2 separate regions of the Ovis aries genome follow, and region 2 is linked to region 1. The links are chromatin contacts, called in public Hi-C maps. All regions are on one chromosome and are shown on one strand. The core of a region is the stretch at or near the end of the contact, and the rest is flanking DNA. Distances in the headings are between cores, read along the strand shown. Region 1 holds the start of ASXL1 (ASXL transcriptional regulator 1). Region 2 overlaps NOL4L (nucleolar protein 4 like).

Evidence for each region. A called contact is a pair of places that touch in the nucleus more often than the background predicts.
Region 2: a Hi-C map of liver shows a contact between it and region 1, with 2.0 times the contacts expected there. The contact joins the enhancer-like site here to the promoter of ASXL1 in region 1. A contact is called at or near these places in 3 of 16 Hi-C or Micro-C datasets (hypothalamus, liver and tail adipose tissue).

Annotation. Positions count from the first base shown.
Region 1 is chr13:61,465,680-61,470,793 of ARS-UI_Ramb_v3.0, reverse strand. It overlaps ASXL1 (ASXL transcriptional regulator 1), which reads right to left and starts at 2,252. Exons shown (of 13, transcript XM_060397690.1): 1 at 1,751-2,252; 2 at 950-1,078. It overlaps LOC121816204 (a long non-coding RNA gene), which reads left to right and starts at 2,337. Exons shown (of 2, transcript XR_006055682.2): 1 at 2,337-2,490.
Region 2 is chr13:61,541,086-61,546,199 of ARS-UI_Ramb_v3.0, reverse strand. It overlaps NOL4L (nucleolar protein 4 like), which reads left to right. Exons shown (of 11, transcript XM_060397694.1): 11 at 3,136-5,114. The coding sequence ends at 3,356. Among named protein-coding and RNA genes, the nearest start is that of ASXL1, 75 kb to the right of the region's middle. Within about 2 kb of position 1,904, at least 9 of the 54 cell types and tissues checked have an H3K27ac peak or open chromatin away from gene starts, as enhancers often do. A contact at or near this core is called in liver, where this site is marked.

The DNA.
Region 1 (5,114 bases), core at 1,003-3,502:
TAAACACCTGCAGAACAGAAACTCAGAGGAGAATTTCAATGAACAGCCTCAACCTCCAGGAGAAAGCAAGCACATCCTTCTGGCTCTCACTACTCTCCTCTAGGCCTAAATCTGTTTCCAGGTGAAGCAATCCTGGAGAAATCTGAAACTTCCAAGAGATTCTGAAAGCTAACCAAAGGTTCCAAATTTGACTGCATCCAAAAAACATACTTAAGTACTTCAAAATCTTCAAATTTCATATGCCAAACCAAAACAAAGTAACTGAAGCACAAAACTTCAACATACAAACTAATTGCTACTTCCCTTTCTTGGGCAAAAAAGGTATGAGAAAGATAATCAGGTACACCAGTGAAATTTCTCCTACACACCAAACAGCATTCCCTCTTTTAAGTCAGTAACTGAGTTTTAAGGCTCCAAGAAAGAAGAGTGTACCACAGATTTGTAAAAACCTCCAACACATATTCATCTTTTTTGCTCAACACCTCTGAGGCAGGAACCTCACTTCCCAATAAAATTAAAGATTAGAAGGCTGAGCTTCATTCATCATTAAAAGTAAATTACAGCAATTTCATATAAACTATAGGGTGTCAAGACACAAGGATGCTATCTGCACTATAACCCTGCTTTGTGACAGTTCTAAGAAGTGATATCTCTGAGACAAGTGTAACCTGCTACTATTGTCATCAGCGAGATTTTATAAGAACATGTCTCGAAGTGTCTTCACTTTCTGGGTGCAAATCCACAGGAATATATTTCACTTGCAAGTCCTCTGACATTTTGGGACAACAGAAGATTCACAAAAACCGCATTACCAGGCAGCTTCAAATACTCAAATTACTCTCTCCTTTGCTAAATCCTCAGTGAGCAGTGTCTTCAAACAGAGACACTTGGTCTTTGTTCAACACTTCATGTTTACATGCAAGAGGACACTAAAAAATAGAGAACACACGCAAACATTCTTTACAAAGTGTAGTTAGCTGTCTGCAGACTGCCTATCTTCGGGCTAGCTTGTGGACTCGGCTCAGCAGATCTCAAAGTGTGGTCCGTGGGTCACCTGCATTACAGCCAACCTGAGAAGCTGGTCAAAATGAAGATACTCAGGTTCTACTCCAGAATCTCAGACTCATTAGGTCTTAAGTAGGGCCCTAGGATGAACATTCTTAACAACCTCCCCAGGTGCCCCCACAGGACACTAAAGTTTGAAAACCAAGGCTCAGGGTTCAGGCTGGGAGTGAGCCTTTGCTTCCCTTCACACCGGTTTAGATTGCGAAAGCTCAAAATGCCACTCGCGTCCTTCAGACTGGGGGGGCTCTTTCCCATCCCTAGCCAAAAGCACCACCCCACTGCCCACCAGGAAGCGAGGGAGGAGCTTCCGACCCTTCCCGGAAACCTAACTCCCCCGAGTGCACAAACGAAGCTTCCCCAGACCCCCTAGACGCTGCCAAATAGTGGGGGAAGGGAGGCTGGGGCCCCGCCGCCCAGAGGAGGAGGAGCCGGCCCGCCAGCTCGACCCTCCGCAGGAATTTGGGGGGGGGGGGGGGGGGGGCGTGCAGAAAAAGGCGCCACATCCGACCCGGCGGGGGACCTCTCCCCACCCAACGCCTTAGGGGGTTGTCCCGTTCCGGGAGGAAGGTGGCCCGCCCCCTCCTGCAGTGGGCAGGGCTTCGCCCCTCCCCCTCCCCGTGGGGGGGTGCTCGGCGAGCCCACCCCTCACAACCCCCACCGAGGCCCCCTCGGCTGCTAGCCTCACCAGGCGCGCGGCCTCGGCCCACGTGCGCTCCTTCTTCCTCTTCTGTTTGTCCTTCATCCTCCTCCTCCCCGGCGGCGGCGGCAGCTCCACGCGGGACCTCCGGGCGGGGCGAGCGGCGGCGCGGGGCTGGGGCGGCGGCGGCGGCGGCGGCGGCGGGGGGCGCGTGGCGGCGGCGACGCGCGAGGACTCGGGTGCGGCCGGGGAGAGGGGGCGGGCGCGCGGGGACCGGCTGGCGCGAGACCCGGCGCGAGGGCGGCGGTGGGGGAGGGGTGGCGGCTCCACGCGCCCGCGCTGCGTCAGTCGCCCGCGGCGGCGGCGGCGGCGAAGAAGGCAGTAGCCCCGCGATCGCTAAGGAATGCGGCGGCTCCGCATAACCACGGGGTCAGAGGTCACGGCTCCGGCCTCTGCTTTCCCGCTCTGCTAAGAGGCCAAGACCCGACTGGCGGCGGGGCGGGAAGGCGAGAATCGGCTTTCCCCTCGGCGCCCGGGTGTATGCGTGTCTGCCGTGGGTGTGTGTGAGTGTGTGTGAAGAGTGAGGAGGGGGAGTGTGGGGTTTTTTTTTTTTTTGAACAAAAACAAACCGAAAGGGCGGCTGGGAGTCGTAGTCCCGGCTGCCTCTCTGGCCTCCCCCGCTCCGGAAGAATATGGCTGCATGAAACTCTTGGACCACACTTCCCGACGTGCCCTGCGTCCCGTCTTTTCCGCCCTCCCCTCCCTTCCTTTTCCCCGCGCAGAGCTCGGTAGGGAATGGGGGACGGGCAGTCGTTCGGGGAAGGGGCTGGGCGAGTCTCGCGAGGTGCGGGAACTGGTTGGGGGCCCGAGGCATTGTGGGAGGTGGTGCTGGGAAGGGGCGGTGGCCCGCTGCCCTCCTACCCCGAGCTGCGTTTAACCCCTTCGGCGCGTCTCGTCTTCGGGCCGACGCGCGGCTAAGGGTGCGAATAGAGAACTGGTAGCTCGACTCCCAGCGCCCACTTTTCCCCGTCTCCGCCTAAGCTGTTCTCACTGATACTTCTTGTAGGTGACTAGAGACAGGACTTTCCCTTTTGGTCCTCCCCTAAATGACTCACCGCCGCATAATAATGAGACAGAAAGACACTTATACCAGTAAAACGGTTATTGCGCGATTGATGGACCTAAACAGTTAGTTCCCCATTTCCTCCTGTGCTTTCATGCCGGTGTACGTTTGCAGAAGCTGCACCCGCAGCCTACAGCGTTCTTACCACCTGGTGAACTTGATAAGATTACGGGTTGTGTCAAGAACTTGGACTTTGGAGCCATGCTTACCAGAATGCACCTGAGACCTTTTTAGAAGCACTACCCCAGAGGAAACACAGAAATGGAGTCAAAAGAACCTAGAGCCGAATCCTGGCTAAACCATTCCGTGGCTATCACAGTATTTTTGAGATGAATAGCAGCGTAAAACACCTGGCAGGTTGGAAGAGGGTGTGCAGGGGGAACCCTGACATTAGGTCCGTATAATTTGGCTCCTGGCATAGAGTAAGTGTTTAATCATTGGTACAGCCTAAGAGACAATGAGCAACGTACTTACCCTCTCCAAGCTTTGGTTGCAGAAGCATGAAATGAAATGAGGTTCAGAGTACCCAACACATAGGTTTTCTGTGCCTATTTATTGAATCAGCCAACTGCCCAGAAGCATCGCAAGAATCAGTCCTAAACTGGATAATGGCCAATTCTTTAAAATTAGACAGGAGGTGTCACTGGTCACATTTGAAAGGATTCCCGCAGTGAGGAAGCACACCTTCCACTCCCTGGTGTTAGCACATGGGAGAGCCAGTGATGAGGGAAGATAAACAGGGTGCTGCCCACGTGGAACACCATGGAGTTCAGTGCTCCCCCTTCAAATTCTCATCACACAGGAGGCTTTCAGGTCCAGTAAACAAAATCCTGCAAGGTGAATAGACTGTGCAAGGTAAAATAAGGCATGGTTTTGTTGGGGGTTTTTTTGGCATGTGGGATGTTAGTTTCCTGACCAAGGATGGAACCTGTGCACCTTTAAGTGGAAGCACAGAGTGGGAATCACTAGACTGCCAGGGAATCCCTAAGCGTGTTTTCTAATCTTCTGTCCCCTTCTAACTTCACCCCAATGCGGGGAAAGAAGAACCCCATTTCCATGATGAAAAACAGTGTTTGACCTGACTTTTCACAAAAGGGTGATGGTGGTGGTACTGGTTTAATGTATAACCTTTGACAGGTCATTTGGCCTGTTTAAAATCTTTTCTTGAGTAGCTTCATCCCACTACCACCCCTGCCCCACTGACCTCCAGAGAGTCACCAGAGAAGATTTATTCTAAAATGTACACGTTTAGTATAGGCACTGTGGTTGGCAGAATAATGTTCTTATTGCCCGGCTGCCAAAAAAAAGAAAAACTATGCTCTAGTCCCTGGAATCTGTGAATATGTTATATTCCATGGGAAATAGGACATTGCAGATGGAATTAAGGACCATAAAATAGGGAGATTATCCTGGATTATATGGGTGAACCCAGTGTAATCACATGGACCCTTGAAGGCAAAAGAGATGGCTTGGAGAGAAATGGCAGAAAAGAATCAGATTGGAAGCTTGAGAAGTCAACCCACTGTTGCTGAAGGGGTCATGAGCCAGGGAATGTCAGAAGCCTTTAGAAGCAGCGAACCTGTCCACAAGTAATGGGACCTCAGTTCAACAGTCATGGGGGACTGAGATTTCATAACCTGAATGAGCCTGGAAGCACGTTCTCCCCGTCTCTCATCCTGCAGAGAGAAGTCCAGTCCTGCTAACAGGCTGATTTTAGCCAGATCAGAGAACCAGCTGACCCACGCAGTCCAGACTTGTGACCCGTAGAAAGTGTAAGACAGAATGTTGTTTTAAACTACTAAACCTAGTAACTTTTTATAATAGCAAAAGAAAGCTAATGCAGGGACTGTGGAAATACCTAATTTTTTTCCTGGCTCTCAGTTGAGTCAAGCCACAGGGGAATCCAGATGTGAATGTTTCAAAGTCTCTGCCCTTGCAGAATCAAACAGAAACCAATGACAACATCATAGTTAAGTGTGAAAAGAGTATGTTCAGAGGACTCTGCAAGATGTGTGTTAGAGAATTGGCTTTAGTCATTAAACCTTAAGTAGTTGTCATTTTTTTTAAAGTTAATGAGACTCATGAGTGTATTCTGTTGTCAGAAACACCAAAAACAAGCCTATATATATATATTTGGGGGCGGGTGTTTTTCTGTTTTATCACAGTGTTTTTATTACAAAGTTTCTTTGAAGTCAACACAGGTGCCACAGCGCAGTATAAGATAAACAGGTCTAATATTCAGCCCTGCCCTGTTTGGGGATGAGTCAGTGTTTTCAAGCTGCACAGTTA
Region 2 (5,114 bases), core at 655-3,154, 76 kb before region 1:
AACCACTACCTACTACTCCTTTCTTGGCTCCCAGGAGGCTTGCTGGGCCTCTCCCTGGTTCCCTGCCCCCACCCGCCACTGCAAGCAGAGTCCCAGCGCTTTACCTGGCACTCGTCTTACTGAAAATGACCAGGTCTTGTGCCCAGGTCTCCCAACGTTGATGGCAGAGCCAGGATTCAGCCCCAGGCAGGTCACCTCCCCCGCCAGGCCACAGGTCATGACCTCAGGTGTGAGATGAAGGTTCAAGGGAGCACGGTGGGGCCCCACCTAGGTCACCTGGGGGCAGCGAGTGGGTCGCCATCTGTCCCCTCTCCACCCCCAGGTGCTCTCTGTAACTCTTCCCAGGTGACTGATGCAGACAGGACACAGATCAGTGTTGGAGAGAAACAGCCCCCCAAAGATACAAACCTCCCCATGGAGCCAGGTGCTACCCTGAGTGGGGGCCTCGGGCCCTTTCATAGGGAGGCCTGGGGGGTGGGAGCAACTGGGGAAGAACAGTGCCCCCGTGGAGAGCAGGCTGGGGGCGATCCTGGGGCTTCCTGGGTCAGGCATTTGGGTTTTGTTCTGTGTGTGGTGGGAGCCACGGATAGGCTCTAAGCAAAGGAGGCTGTGAGTTGTGCTGTCCACCCTTGTGTGATTTTAACGTGGAGGCCAGGAGGCCGAAGCAGCGTGCTTTGGGGGCATTCAGAGGTGAGGAAGAGCCGATGGTGACAGCAAGCTGCTGCTTGAGGAGTAGGTTAGAGGAAGGTGCCACCTGCAGGCCAGGGAACTCTGGTTCTAGGTCTTGGCCAAATGTGCCTGAGATTTCCTCTCAAGCCCTTGTCCTTGGCCGCAGGAGGGAGACCCCTCGCGGGTCCCTTCCCATGGCAGAGAGCTCAGGCACCTGCCACTCCCCTTGCTCCCCACCACTGGGAAATATGTGAGGGTCCCTGAAGGATTCCTGCCTGGGCTTAACTTCTCATCCTTCCTAATGCCTCTTAACCTAAAATAAGAGGCTGCCTGGCCCTAATCCCTGAGGCTGAGGCCAGAGTGGCCGGCTGCAGGCAGGCTGGGGAGGGCTGTCCCAGGTGGGCTGCTTTCCTTCCAGGAGGAAGCACCATCGGACAGCCCTGCTGCTTGGGGACCTGGTTAGAGTGGGTCTGGAGAAGGAGCGGCGGCAGGGAGGTTAGAGTCCCCTGTCGTGCCTGGGGAGAGCCCTTCCCAGGCGGCGGGCGATGGTGGTAAGCCCCCGCCTGGGGCCACGCAGCAGGGCCCGTCTCACGGCACAGCCGCCAGGGCTCTCCACCTCTCTACCTGTTTGTTCACTCTTGCCGGAGAGGCTTCAAGGCAGGCCACTAGCTCAGTCTCCCCTGGTTCCTTAGGCGTGGGCAGTGAGGTCACAGAAGCCAAGTTCTGCTCGCTGACCTCCTGCCTGGGGCAGCCACATCCTGTTTGGGTCCAGCACTTGGAAGAAGACCGCACGCAGCCCCAGTTCCACTGCCCTCCCAGCGACAGCCCTTAACGTGGGGTCAGTCGGTCTGGTGTCTTGGCTGGGTCGTCCTGCCAGTGGGTTAGAGCCCCTCACTTAGCTCATGAGTGGGTCAGGGAACCCAGATCAGCCCAGATAAGCCTTAGGCTCGCCTGTCTTCCCTGGGGTGCTGGGCAAGTTGCCCTCTAGCAACACCCTGAGTAACCAGAGCCCCCGGGGAAAGACAGAAGGACTGCTCTGAGCCCAGCAGTAAACAGGACCCTGCTTGGGGGTGGAGGGAGGAAAGAGAGGAAGCCCAGGGCCAGCTCACACCGATGTGGCAGGCGCCTCTGGCCTTCCACTGCCATCCCCAGGCAGTGTCCTGAGGGCACCTAACCCTGCCACAGCCAGGACCCACTGCAGAGTCCCCGCCTGCTTCCAGCCTGTCCCGGCAGCCACCGCTGTAGGCGGCAGCCACCTGCTTGGCTGCTCTTCCCAGCAGTTCACGCCTCCAGTCCTTCTTCCTGTGCTTCAATAGACTTCCCTTGACCCTCAATCCCAAGGATGTTCCTTAGCAAGCCGGTTCCTAGGACCTCCTACTTGGCATGCTGTTCTCTGGTTAGAGAGGAAATAGCCCCATGTGACAAACCATCCCACCCTAGACTCCAGCTCCCTTCCCCATCTGGGGGCTGAAGCAGGTTCCCACTACCAACAGTCGTTTCCAGAATTGCTCCCAAGACGTTACTTGCAGTCTGTGTCTCCAGTGCCAAGCTTATCCATCTCTATAGCAACATAAAAACTGGCACTGTAGGGAGCTCCCTGGTGGTCTAGTGGTTAGGATTCCAGGCTCTCCTTGCCATGGCGTGGATTCAGTCTCTGGTCATGAACTGAGATCTCACAAGACTTGTGACACAGCAAAAACAAAACAAAACAAAACAAAACCTGCCACTGTAGATGCAATGATGAGTGAAACCAGCTGTCAGAACCAATGGGGTAGAGAGGAGCTGGCTTATCGGGGAGAACAGCCTTAAACACCCATGTGCACCTCAGCGCAGGGCAGGGCACAGGGACCTAGCTGGGTGAGAAAAGGCCTCCCAGGGAAGCTCCAACTCCTACACTGAGCTCCAGACCCTCTTCTTTGGCTTTCTTCTTGCTGAATGCCTGGAAAGAATGCTCTTCAAATTTCAGGCATTTTTGTCTTTCTTGGAAGCCCTTTCCCAGTGGCCCTTCCATAGACTGAGCAGCCCCGGCCTCACTGAGGGGTTCACCAGCATGGCTCAGCCCCACAATAGCCTCTTGGTGCTGCAGCTGAGAGCCGGGGGCCCAGGGCAGTTAGGAGTTGCCTAGAGTGGCCAAACAGGCCGCCAGTCCGGGTTTCTGACTCCAAACCCACAGCCCACCCCGTAGAGGTATTTGGGAAAGATGGAGAGGAACTCCCACCCGCCCCCCACCCGCACACCTCCCCTGTGTGTTTCAGTTAGATTGCAGACTCCCTCTTGCCCGCCACTGTTCACAAGCAAAGGGGAGGTGATTTCTCTGGAGGGTACCTCTGGGTCCCATCTTACCTTTTGACCCTCACACGCCCACCCTTTCGAAGCACTAGGGGCACAACCATGGAGACAGATGAGGGTCTCGGGTCCCCCGAAGAGAGGAAAGGATGCCCCTCACCCTGGCTCCCCTCTCTGCAGGGCCCACGGACCTCAGCATGAAAGGCGGGGCCTCTACCACCTCCACCACGCCCACGCCCACCCCCTCCAGCAACAGCACCAGCCGGACCATGCCCACCGCCCAGCTCAGCCCCACCGAGATCAGCGCCGTGCGGCAGCTCATCGCTGGCTACCGAGAGTCCGCCGCCTTCCTGCTGCGCTCGGCAGATGAACTGGAGAACCTCATTCTGCAGCAGAACTGACCCTGCGGCTGGTGGAGTGCACTACCCTAGGGAAGGAGGCTCTCCCGGCCCTGGACCGGCTTCCCGCCTCACCAGTTTGGTACCTTTTGTTTTTTGAAAGAGGTGGATCCAAAAGAGCTGTTTCTAAGCCACACTCCAAGCGCCTGAGACTCTGGGCACAAGGACACTTTTTTTTTTTTTTTTGGAATCTCACCACACGGGTGCTCTGACCTGCTTGGAAGAGGCCAACGGGGCAGCTTCGGAAGGGCTGGGCTCCTCCTCCCCGACGAGGCGCTGGGGCCACAGCTCTGTGTAGAATCATCTTCGTGGGCCCTGATGTTAGACCCCCCACCCCCAGATAATTACCTTTCAAGTCTTAGGTGAGCAGAATCGCATATTTATTGAGAAAAACAAAGTGGACCCTTTCTTCCTCTCCCCTTAGTAATTTATTTTTCTGAAAATGGATTCTTTTGTGTTTGTACAGATTGCCAGTCTGTGTGTGTCTGATCAGAAGGCTGTGTCCCTGTGACCTAACGTTCCATATCACTACACTGGCACGGGCTGGGGGCCAGCAGGGCGGGGCGGCGGGGGCACCGGGCCGGTCGGCTCTCGAGTGCCCGGCACTGCCAAGCAGGAGGGCTTCACCCACACCCACTGCAGAGCAAAGACAGGAAAAAATGGCTCCCCACCCCCTACCCCCACAGACGCTCCAGGCACACGGTCACCCGTATTCTACCTCACACTCCAGCATGGGCTTTTCCAGGGTGTGCCCCGAGCCTGTTCCGAACGGCTGTCTCCCACCTGCCCCCCAAGGGTGTCTGCCCGGGAGCTAAGTCCCAAGGGGGAGGCCAGAAGCTGGAGCCCTGGGAGGACCTCGGCCCACGAAAGCCGCCACTGGCTGTCCCCAGGCCTCGGCGCTTGACGGGACAGAGAGCTGGGAGATGACAGCTGGTCAGCAGGGCCCTTGCCCTCAGCCTGCCCCAGGGGCCAGGTCTGCACACGTCTCTGCACAGGCTCTGGCCCCTTGGACACCTGCAGCCTTGGAGGGCCCCGTTTCTTCAGGGACCCCGGCTGTCAGAAAAGGCAGCTGTGAGCTACCAGGCGGACTGCAGCTCCCTCCCCCATGCCCCCGTGGTTGGACTAAAAGGGACCATCAGAGAAATGGAGAAGCCACTGGGGTTCTCCAAGGACCAGCCCTTCTGAAGGGGCCAGTCCTAGAAGAAACCCATAATCCCTGGAGTGTGAGAAAGGGCAAACAAAAGGCTGGCCTGGTTTCCTTCCTCCCCAGTAGGCACTTCCTCTTGCTCAGTGCAATACCTACCAGTGCTGCTAAAACCAGGGATTTGCCCAGACCTCACAAGGCCCGCAGGGCCTCTCCGTGCACCACTCTGTAGCCATGACAGCAGCTCTCTGCTGCCCGCCCCTGCCCAGATGGCAGAAGCCCTCTGTTGCCTTTCCTCCCTCAGAGCAAAGAGGTCCCAGGGGAGCCCGGGCCAAGGGGACCCTAGGATCAAGAGCCACTCGACCCCAAAGCAGGCACCCCCTCCCAAACCAGCTTTTCTGCAGCCAGCTGCCTGCCGGCACTGTGGCAGACCGCCCTCAGGAGGGGTAGGGAGAGGGTTCCAGCGAGGACGCCTCCCCCTCTTCAGATCCAGGACTTTGAGCTGTGGGCCCCGGATTCCAGAAAGTCGGAAGGGCAGGGGGGTCTTGCCCCCCTCTGCTTGCTTCCAGCCCCTGGAGGTTGAGGGTGGCCTTTTCTCTCTCAAGTGGCCTCCAGCA